3 separate regions of the Mus musculus genome follow, and all the other regions are linked to region 1. Evidence: chromatin contacts called from public HiCAR-type and promoter capture Hi-C data. All regions are on one chromosome and are shown on one strand. The core of a region is the stretch at or near the end of the contact, and the rest is flanking DNA. Distances in the headings are between cores, read along the strand shown. Region 1 holds the start of Cacna2d3 (calcium channel, voltage-dependent, alpha2/delta subunit 3). Region 2 overlaps Cacna2d3 (calcium channel, voltage-dependent, alpha2/delta subunit 3). Region 3 overlaps Cacna2d3 (calcium channel, voltage-dependent, alpha2/delta subunit 3).

Region 1 (2,751 bases), core at 104-2,603:
GGGAGAACCCCTGTAAATCCCAGAGGCGGAAATACATGCACATAAGGAGAACCGAGGCGGCGGGGGCGCGTTCGGAGACTAGGCGAGGTCAGGAGCGCACGGCTGCCCCAGGTCGCCCGAGTTTGCTCCGCCAGGCGAGGATGACTCAGCCTCACTCGGGTCTTTACCGTCAGCCCGCGCGAGGGCTCCACAAAGTTCCTAGTCACACCCTAGAGCTTGAACGAGGATGGGGGACAAGGTTTTTCTAAGGGTGGGGCCGCGGCAAAAGAGACATCCTGGGGCTTTCCCTGTGGGTATTCAGAAGCCTCGCCCGCGCTCAGCTGCCTCTTCCCGGGCGGGGGCTGGTGTGCGGAACCTCCGTGCTCGGAGCAATCTGAACCCCCCTCCTCCCCCCGCAGAATTAAGGGTGTCTGCCGGTCAGGTTGGACTTTCCGCTGCGTTTGCTTCCTTTCCCGCCCGGGCATCCTGGTCCCTGGGTGCACCGTGTAGCAGTGCGGACCCCGGACCCCGAGCTTCAGTAGGCTTGAAAGCACCCCGGCCCGTGGTCCGGAACGCCAGCGGTAGCTGTGCGGCCGCCGGGTGCCCGCGCCGCGACTGCAGCGCCACCCTCCGCGCTTTCCTCCAGTCGCCGCGGCGGTGGAGCAGCGATGGGCGGCCACGCCGCGGTGCACTCCCTAGAACCCGACCCCCTTGTCCCATCCCCAGCCCGTTCTGCCGCTATACGAGCCGGTCCACTGCCGCTGCCGCCGCCCGCTGGCTTCTTCCAGACTTCTGCCTCTTCCCAAGGAACCGTGAGGGGAATCGGGAGGGGGTCGCACCACCTCTAGGCTCCGCAGCCCCCCACCACAACGCCCCTGACCAGTCCCCGGGGCTCCTGACCAGATCAACTACTGGCAAAGTGTGGAGCATCGGGGTCCTCGGCCTCGCTCCCGAGCCGCCCACCCCCATTCCGCTCCGGTCGCCAGGGCCTGGGGACCGCCCGGGGCCACCCGAGAGTCGCGCCCGTGGCGGCGGACTGCGGAGTTGTAAAGAACTCAGCGGCCGCAGTGGGCCGGACCGGGCGAGGCACGAGCCGTGGCGGCCAAGGACACTTGAGTTTGCGAGTCTCCGCCCGCGAGGCGCCTCCCGCCCTCCCGCCGCGGCTCGCCGGACTCCCCGGGGCCGCCGAGGCGGGGCTGGGCAGCTGCCGCGGCAAGAGGCGCGTCTCGCTCCCTCCTCCCGCGCCTGCCTACTCCCCAGTGCTCCCTCCCGCCTCCTCTCCGCCCTCCCCTCCCCTCCCCCCGTACCCCGCTGCTTCCCCCCCCCCCCTGCTCCCCAAGTGAGCCGGGCGCGCGAGAGGCAGGAGGGGCGGCGCGCGGCGGAGCAGGCAGCCCAGCGCGCTCGCCCACCGCCCGCCCGGCGCAGCTCTCCGCGGCCGCTCCAGTCGCCGCCGCCGCCGCCGCCGCCAGGATGGCCGGGCCGGGCTCGCTGTGCTGCGCGTCCCGGGGGGCCTCGGCGCTCCTAGCCACCGCGCTTCTCTACGCCGCTCTGGGGGACGTGGTGCGCTCCGAGCAGCAGATCCCGCTCTCCGTGTAAGTGCCTGGTGTTGGGACTCCCCGGGAGGGGCGGCTAGCGCCCGAGAGAGACCCGGGGCGCCCAAGTTTGGGCGCCTGCAGGTGCGGCTGGGCAGGACCCACGGCGGGTGCGGGCCTCGCCTCTTGCACCTGCCTCTCAGCATCAGCACCCAGTGGCGGGAGACTAGGGTGGAACCTTCTCGCCCTTTCCCTGGGGCTGGGGAGTAAGACCTGGAGAGGTTCACCTCAAGTGACAGCGCCAAGTTTAGAGCCTGTTTACAGACTGCAACTTCCACGGGCTGTTTAATGGTCCCCTTTTCTGCTACCTTGCCATCCTACTTTTCCGGGAAGTGGGGTGGGGGTGGGGATGGGTGGATTTCTTCAGAGTAGTATTTGCCAGGTGATGCTCATTTTAGGTGTTTAAGTAACCAGGCAATTGTTTCTATGAAAGCCCGTGGTCTTCTTAGAGAGCCAGGCTTTACACCTTCTGAACTCCGGTGACCCCGGACCCCATCCCGCGCTGCGCTCTACATCTTGGTGCGGGTAGTTTGTAAGAGAGAGTTTTTTTTTTTTTTTTTTTTTTTAATCTTTCTTTCCTTTTTCCTTTAATGTTCTATCGCCCTGCTCTTTCAGCCACAGCCCGGTGTGTGCGCGTGTGTGACGGTGACACTGGTATTACATTTCTTCCCTCTGCTCTTTTCTCCCCATAGAGTGAAGCTGTGGGCCTCCGCTTTTGGTGGGGAGATAAAATCCATCGCTGCCAAGTACTCGGGCTCCCAGCTTCTGCAAAAGGTAAGGTTTCTGTGGTGACAGACAGCGATGATTTTTCTAGCACAGAAAATGGAGGCAGATTTAGTTTTTCCAAACAAACGTGAGCCCAGAGCTGCATCAGTTATCAGAGTAGTCTCTGATCTCCCGTTCTTGGCATTGTACTGTGCAGTGACTTCTCCCTACCAACCGGTTATTTTTAGATGACACTTGATTCCAAACACAAAGAAAAGCAGGATACTCACTCGCACTGTCCTGGCTGGGGCTCGGAAACAGTGTGTTTGCATGGCTCTTCTCGCAGTTGTTGGTATTGCTGTCTCAGTGCGAGAGCAGATGCTTCCCTGGCCAAAAGATGCTAACTTCTTCCAAGGGGCAGAATCCGGCGGGCAGCGTCTGTTTTCGGAGCCTCCACCTTGCTCGGGAGTCATAG
Region 2 (2,751 bases), core at 100-2,599, 490 kb after region 1:
GGGCTTTGCCTAGTGAAGCCAGACCTGCGAGTAATAATGACCTTAACAAGTGACTAGGTGCTGCATGGGGGGGGGGGTGTTGATGTCTTGAAATCATCTGTGACTTCCACCAAGACTCCCAGAGCAATAAGAATTCTACTTTCTAGGGTTGAGGAGAAACTGCTTGCTGTGCAAGGGTGAGAACCAGAGCACAGATCTACAAAACCCACAGAAAAGGCAGATGTGTGTGAGAGCCTGTCTGCAGTCCCAGTACATGGAGGCTGGGGTATGGAATTCATAAAGCAAACTGGCTAGCCACACTATTTCAAACATCTGGCTCTCCAGTTAGTGAAAGACACTACTTCAATACTCTTCAAAGTCAACAGAGGAACCCCAGGTCTTCACACACACACACACACACACACACACACACACACACACACACGCCCATCAAATATGCAAAAACAAAGTTATCTGTATTTCATATGGCAGGTCCAGCAAGAAGATTCTTCGTTGCCCTTGTTCTTGAGGAATGATAACTTCTAATCCTCCCAGCCCAGAGATTCCAGTGTATAGAGAGGAACATGCATCTGGCCCTTGTGGGAAACTAAGGAACCCAGCACTGTAACCCATGCTCCTGGCTCTTCCAGGATCTTCTCCTCCATCCTGGCTACAAGGTGCCCCTCACTGTTGTGGTCTGGAAGGGAGTGAAGCCCTGTGCACACTTAACTTATTCTTCATGCATTCCAGGAAGAGGGAACCAGAGCTAAAAGACTGTAGGCAAGAGACTGCCAGGCTTCCTTGTTCCCTTCCCAGCATTCAAACCAGCCATTAATGAACGCCAAAGCCATTTCTGGGAAGTGTGTGTGTGTGTGTGTGTGTGTGTGTGTGTGTGTGTGTGTTGGCAGGGGTGTGGGGGTGGTGCACATCTTTTCTAAATATCCTTAAGATGGAGCAGTTAATTCCAGTTTTCTGTTTGCCAGATAGTTGTTCTTCTTTTTCCTCATTTTCCAGAGCCTCTTTCTGCCAGTGGGCATGGTGATCAGCCCTGTTGGCCTGTCATTCATTATTTTTTAAAATTACACTCAACATGTTATCATAGCAGCACTTTGCACAAACAGAAAATCAAGTTTACTGTCCCTTTCTGGAGCCCTCTGTCACTATCATTTTGCTCTCTCCCCTTACTTGCATTTAAAGTAATCAACGGCACACAGTCCAAATAAGAATATTTTCAAGCTATTGTCAGATCCTAGTGACAAATCGATTACTCGCGGTTGCTTCCCAGGAAACTGCCTGTGGATATAGAATGCAATGGCATCCACAGCAGATTTGTAACCGAGGAAGAGTCTCGGGAATGTGGATGGCAAATTGCAGGGAGTGAGGTAGGCCATCAGGAGCTGGGAGGCAGCAGGGAGACTCGCTGACATGCAGGGACAGTGTTGTTTGCTTAGAAGACGAGCCACAATTCCGTTCTGCTTTGAACTCTTTCAAAAGAGCTGGCTTCCAGACAAAGGGAAATGCAATACAGCTAGGGTTGTCTGTTTTCATAAACTTTCAACTTGCTTTTGTTGCCAGTCCTGTTTTTAAAACCCGCCTTAGAAAAACATAAAGCATGCTTAATATTCTGCTCGGAACAATCTGATATTCATTGCGATATGTCTTGGGTCCCTATTGATTTTGAAGACACTGCACACAAATGCTTGACATTCGGGAGGGCAAAGTGAAGGATTAAAATGGAATGCCTCCTGCCTGCAATCGTCTTTGAAGAGGAGAGAATGTTCAAGTAAGCAGAATTCGCATAGTCAGAATAAAACATGACGAGAACATTTGCGGAAGGAGATGGAACGTGACTGGGGGAAATGTGAACAACACGGAAAGAATAACATTGGCCTGACTCTTTTCATCTTTTGTGAAGTGTTTTATACATTGATGCATGGTCAGTGGCCTTCAGATATAATTTTCTCCTACCGTGTGTATGTGTGTGTGTGTGTGTGTGTGTGTGTGTGTGTGTGTTGTCTCTCAAGGATGTCCATGTCTAGAGTAAGAGGATATTTGTGAATGTGGGTAAAAATGTGTACAAATTGCCAGTGACCATGCAAATATAGGCAGCTCAGCAGGGGTCTTAACTGACACAGAAGACTGTTGAAACCATAATGGCTTGTAGGCAAGAGGGCATAATTACTAGGTTGTTCTATGCTTATGGAGTGCTGACAGTCTGAGTCACTGGAAACCCAGAAGACTTGAACCTGCCTGAAATACTTCAGATGACAGAAGACAAAGGCACTTGGGCAGGACCAAACTCAAGGGTGTAAATACAGCAGCAATGGAAGGAACTTGTAGCTGGTGGCATCTGCTGCCACTTTAAACACTCTTCCTTCTTTGAGTCCCATGCTGGCCCATCTGAGAAAGGAATGTTTGGGAGACATTGCAGGTGGAATGAAACCAGAGAGGAGGAGAAGACTGGGCAGGAGCCTGGGGAAATGGAGGGGGAAGGGCTTGAGGACTTGGGACCCCAATTCTCCCTCATTTCAACCCAGGTCAAGAGATTCAAGCTCCTCCTCTAATGGGGTAGAGGGGCACCCTACTGGTATCTTATTTTTGTTCTGTTATTTTCTAAAGAGTTGGGTTTTTTTTTAATTATTATTTTTAAAATCTATGTTTTCACACACCTCTTTTCCTGTGAGTTCAGGAGCTTATGCTGTCCAGAGGCATCAGGTCCTCCAGAGCTGGAATCAGGCAACTATGAGTCCTTGAGAACTGAACGTGGGTCCG
Region 3 (2,751 bases), core at 128-2,627, 450 kb after region 1:
AATGAAGTTGCTGTATTGTTCCCTCATCCACAAAGTAAAAATATTTTGTTCTAGTCTCCTTGTTCCTCAGGGATTCCTCTCTCAGAAAGCAAACAGCTGTGGGTGGTGACTAAGGGGCCTCTTTGGGGGACTTGCATGAGCTGTATGTTAACTATCAGGCATGAATTCTGTGGCCTGAAGAGCCTTGTTGGAAAGCACAGAGGCCCATGTGGAAATTGGTGCTGGAATTTGAACTGAATACAAGACGTGGAGGGGTGGATTAAATGGCCAGGAAGCTTCCTGGGGGCCAGGCAGAGCTCTGGAGCAGATTTCCCAAGTGTCCTCTGCTTTGGGGAAGGTGGACCAAGCCGGGAGTGAGCATCTGGAGCCTGCAGCTTCAGAAGTCTAGATCTAGGGGCTTTCAACTCTTCTTTCTATGATTTTGACCCTCACAACCCGCAGAAATTCTGAGGCTTTTAAGATTTGGATCGCTCCAGTTTTGCTTTCCCATGATTTATTTTGTACCTCAGTGGGGCAGGATAAAATGTGATGGTTTTATAATTTCAAAGGAGGACTGTTCCAGATCAGGACTCCAAAGGGGAGGATGTGTGCATGAGCCAAGCAGTACTTACCAAAATCTGTTTCCTCTGCATAGAGTAATTACCCTATTCCATCCTCAGCAGCGCTTCTTTCTTTTCCTCGCAATGTAGGAAACAACCCTTTAGGAGCTTTTCTTATAAAGTTTGGGTTCCCCTGAAAATAAGGAGAAAAATCATGAAACATTGAACATTTGGCTAGCAGACACATGAGGAAAATGGGATGGGGTAGAAGTCTATGAGTGTGCCTCTTGTAGACAGAACACTTGATGATACTCCGTCTGTGTCCACAAGATTGAGTGGCAGAGAAGAGCTGCCACTATAGGGGAGTGGCTGTACAGCTTGCCTCGGTGTTTTATAAGTCATTGTTCTGAACTCTGTGCTTTAATATGCATATTCAAATATACATCCATCTACACCTTCAACACGAAGCCCCTCCTGATCACCCCTTCTCTTTGTACCACACACTTTCACCATATGTGTTGTCTTCCTCATGGGCAATAAGTAGCTTGGTAGAATACATGATTGGACTCCGAAGACTCCAGAAAGGGTAATGATTTCTTAGTATTGTTGAAAATAGGAAACCCAGCAGAGTAACCAAGAGTTAGAAAGTCTTACATCTGAAAAACAGAAAAGCTGAGCTTGGAGTTCAACTTCACCCTCAACTCTGCGATCTTAAACCAGCTGCTCAGTCTGTCTGACTTTCAACCCTCAAAACAGCCTTGCTAGCACCCTGCTCCTCTCTGTTGTGAGGACCATCAACAGCACAGGCAGGATCTTTCTGTACTTGAAAGCAGGAAGGAGAAACAGGCAAGAGTCTTGAAAGAAAACAAGGGAAACAAGGCAGGATTTCCAGAAACCTCCATGGAATTTGAGGGTGGAGAAAGTACAAGTGTTTAAGATGAGCTCTTGAGAACTTTCTGGAAGGATCCTTCTCTGTTCTTGTTGTGGTCTAGCCTACATTTTAAAATTTTCAGCTAGGCAGTCTTTGTTCTTAGATGGCATTTGGGACCTCCCCTGTGTGTAGGAATCTCTGTGGGCCTCAGAGGCTGGAAGCCACAGGGTATGTGTGTGGGAGGGGGGTTGGTGGGGGTGGGGAGGGGGAGAGTAGCTTGTTTTAGAGACAGTGTGGAAATTGTTAGAATCTTCAGTCTCATTTGGGATGTGAGGGGACTGTTTGAACCACAGTATCCACCTCATGCATATCTGGACCTTTCAAAGCTATCTGCTACTACAGGACTTGGCCTTCAAGGCAGCAAGACTTTGATCAACCTGTGATGGAAGGTTTGTATGAAACCCTTTCCTGGCTTTCCTTTTTAAACACAAACAGGATCTGGAATTGATCCCAGATAAGACATCTGCCTCTTAATTTCACTTCAGAGGGGCAGGATGACAAGAGAGGCGATGAAGACAACTAAATGCATTTATGATTTATGCCCCCTGTGATAAATCAATGGATGATTTCTCCCCAAAATGTGGTCACTGTTGGATAACTCATACCAGCTGACATATTTGTGAGATGCATAAGGTGCGAAGGCTGAGCCCTTTCCTCGACATGTGCACACCAGCCCTGGAACCAACCCCCCAAGGATGGAGTGCGATGTGGGAGTGAGGGCATGCTTCTATATCTAGGATGATGGCCACATCACCACCATCCTCTTCTTCGTGTATCTGTTGTTTTTTGTGGTTGATGGCATCAGCCAAAGCAGCTTGTCTTTCTTGTCTCCAGTTTGTATTGGCCTCTGTGTCTGTGGACATATAGTCTTTCCATTCTTTGGAGTTGCCTTAAGATAGCCCAGTTATCACCACAATCACTCAAAATAATCAGGGAACAGAAAGTTGCCTTCACTCTTTCATGAACAACAGCTAGCTACCCAGCAATGGTTCCTACATAGCAAGAAGATTTCATCCCAGGGGCCAACTGAAGACTCAGAAGTGACCTTCTGTAGCACTTCCTGGGAAAAACCCACAAAGAGTGGCCAGGGAAGAGAGTGTGCATATTCAAAAAGTCCACAATGGCCTAATGCCACCAATTGGCCATCCCTCCCTGCCAGTACTTCCTCTTGTCCTAAGGGAGAACCAGAAAACCAGAGCTGCTTGTTCTGTCATTTGAAATCTCAAAAAAAATCTGATGACCTCTGCCATTTGTTTCCCTTCAAGTATGAAGTCCTAATTT

The links. Promoter capture Hi-C pulls out the DNA fragments that hold promoters and counts their contacts. HiCAR-type assays count read pairs that join an accessible place to other places.
Region 2: a HiCAR-type map of astrocytes shows a contact between it and region 1, with 2.2 times the contacts expected there. The contact joins the enhancer-like site here to the promoter of Cacna2d3 in region 1. A contact is called at or near these places in 6 of 39 promoter capture datasets (the C10 cell line, the HPC-7 cell line, hippocampal neurons and 2 more) and 2 of 115 datasets of contacts at active chromatin or transcription factors (astrocytes and embryonic midbrain).
Region 3: a contact with region 1 is called in a promoter capture Hi-C map of hippocampal neurons, with 6 times the contacts expected there. The contact joins the enhancer-like site here to the promoter of Cacna2d3 in region 1. A contact is called at or near these places in 9 of 39 promoter capture datasets (the HPC-7 cell line, cranial neural crest, embryonic stem cells and 4 more) and 1 of 115 datasets of contacts at active chromatin or transcription factors (embryonic stem cells).

The regions. Positions count from the first base shown.
Region 1 is chr14:29,720,466-29,723,216 of GRCm38.p6, reverse strand. It overlaps Cacna2d3 (calcium channel, voltage-dependent, alpha2/delta subunit 3), which reads left to right and starts at 1,353. Exons shown (of 38, transcript NM_009785.1): 1 at 1,353-1,571; 2 at 2,264-2,345. The coding sequence starts at 1,450.
Region 2 is chr14:29,228,174-29,230,924 of GRCm38.p6, reverse strand. All of the region lies in intron 11 of Cacna2d3 (calcium channel, voltage-dependent, alpha2/delta subunit 3), which reads left to right. Among named protein-coding and RNA genes, the nearest start is that of Lrtm1, 210 kb to the right of the region's middle. Within about 2 kb of position 1,349, at least 24 of the 459 cell types and tissues checked have an H3K27ac peak or open chromatin away from gene starts, as enhancers often do. A contact at or near this core is called in astrocytes, where this site is marked.
Region 3 is chr14:29,275,282-29,278,032 of GRCm38.p6, reverse strand. The region is part of intron 11 of Cacna2d3 (calcium channel, voltage-dependent, alpha2/delta subunit 3); the gene reads left to right. Among named protein-coding and RNA genes, the nearest start is that of Lrtm1, 260 kb to the right of the region's middle. Within about 2 kb of position 1,377, at least 11 of the 459 cell types and tissues checked have an H3K27ac peak or open chromatin away from gene starts, as enhancers often do. A contact at or near this core is called in hippocampal neurons, where this site is marked.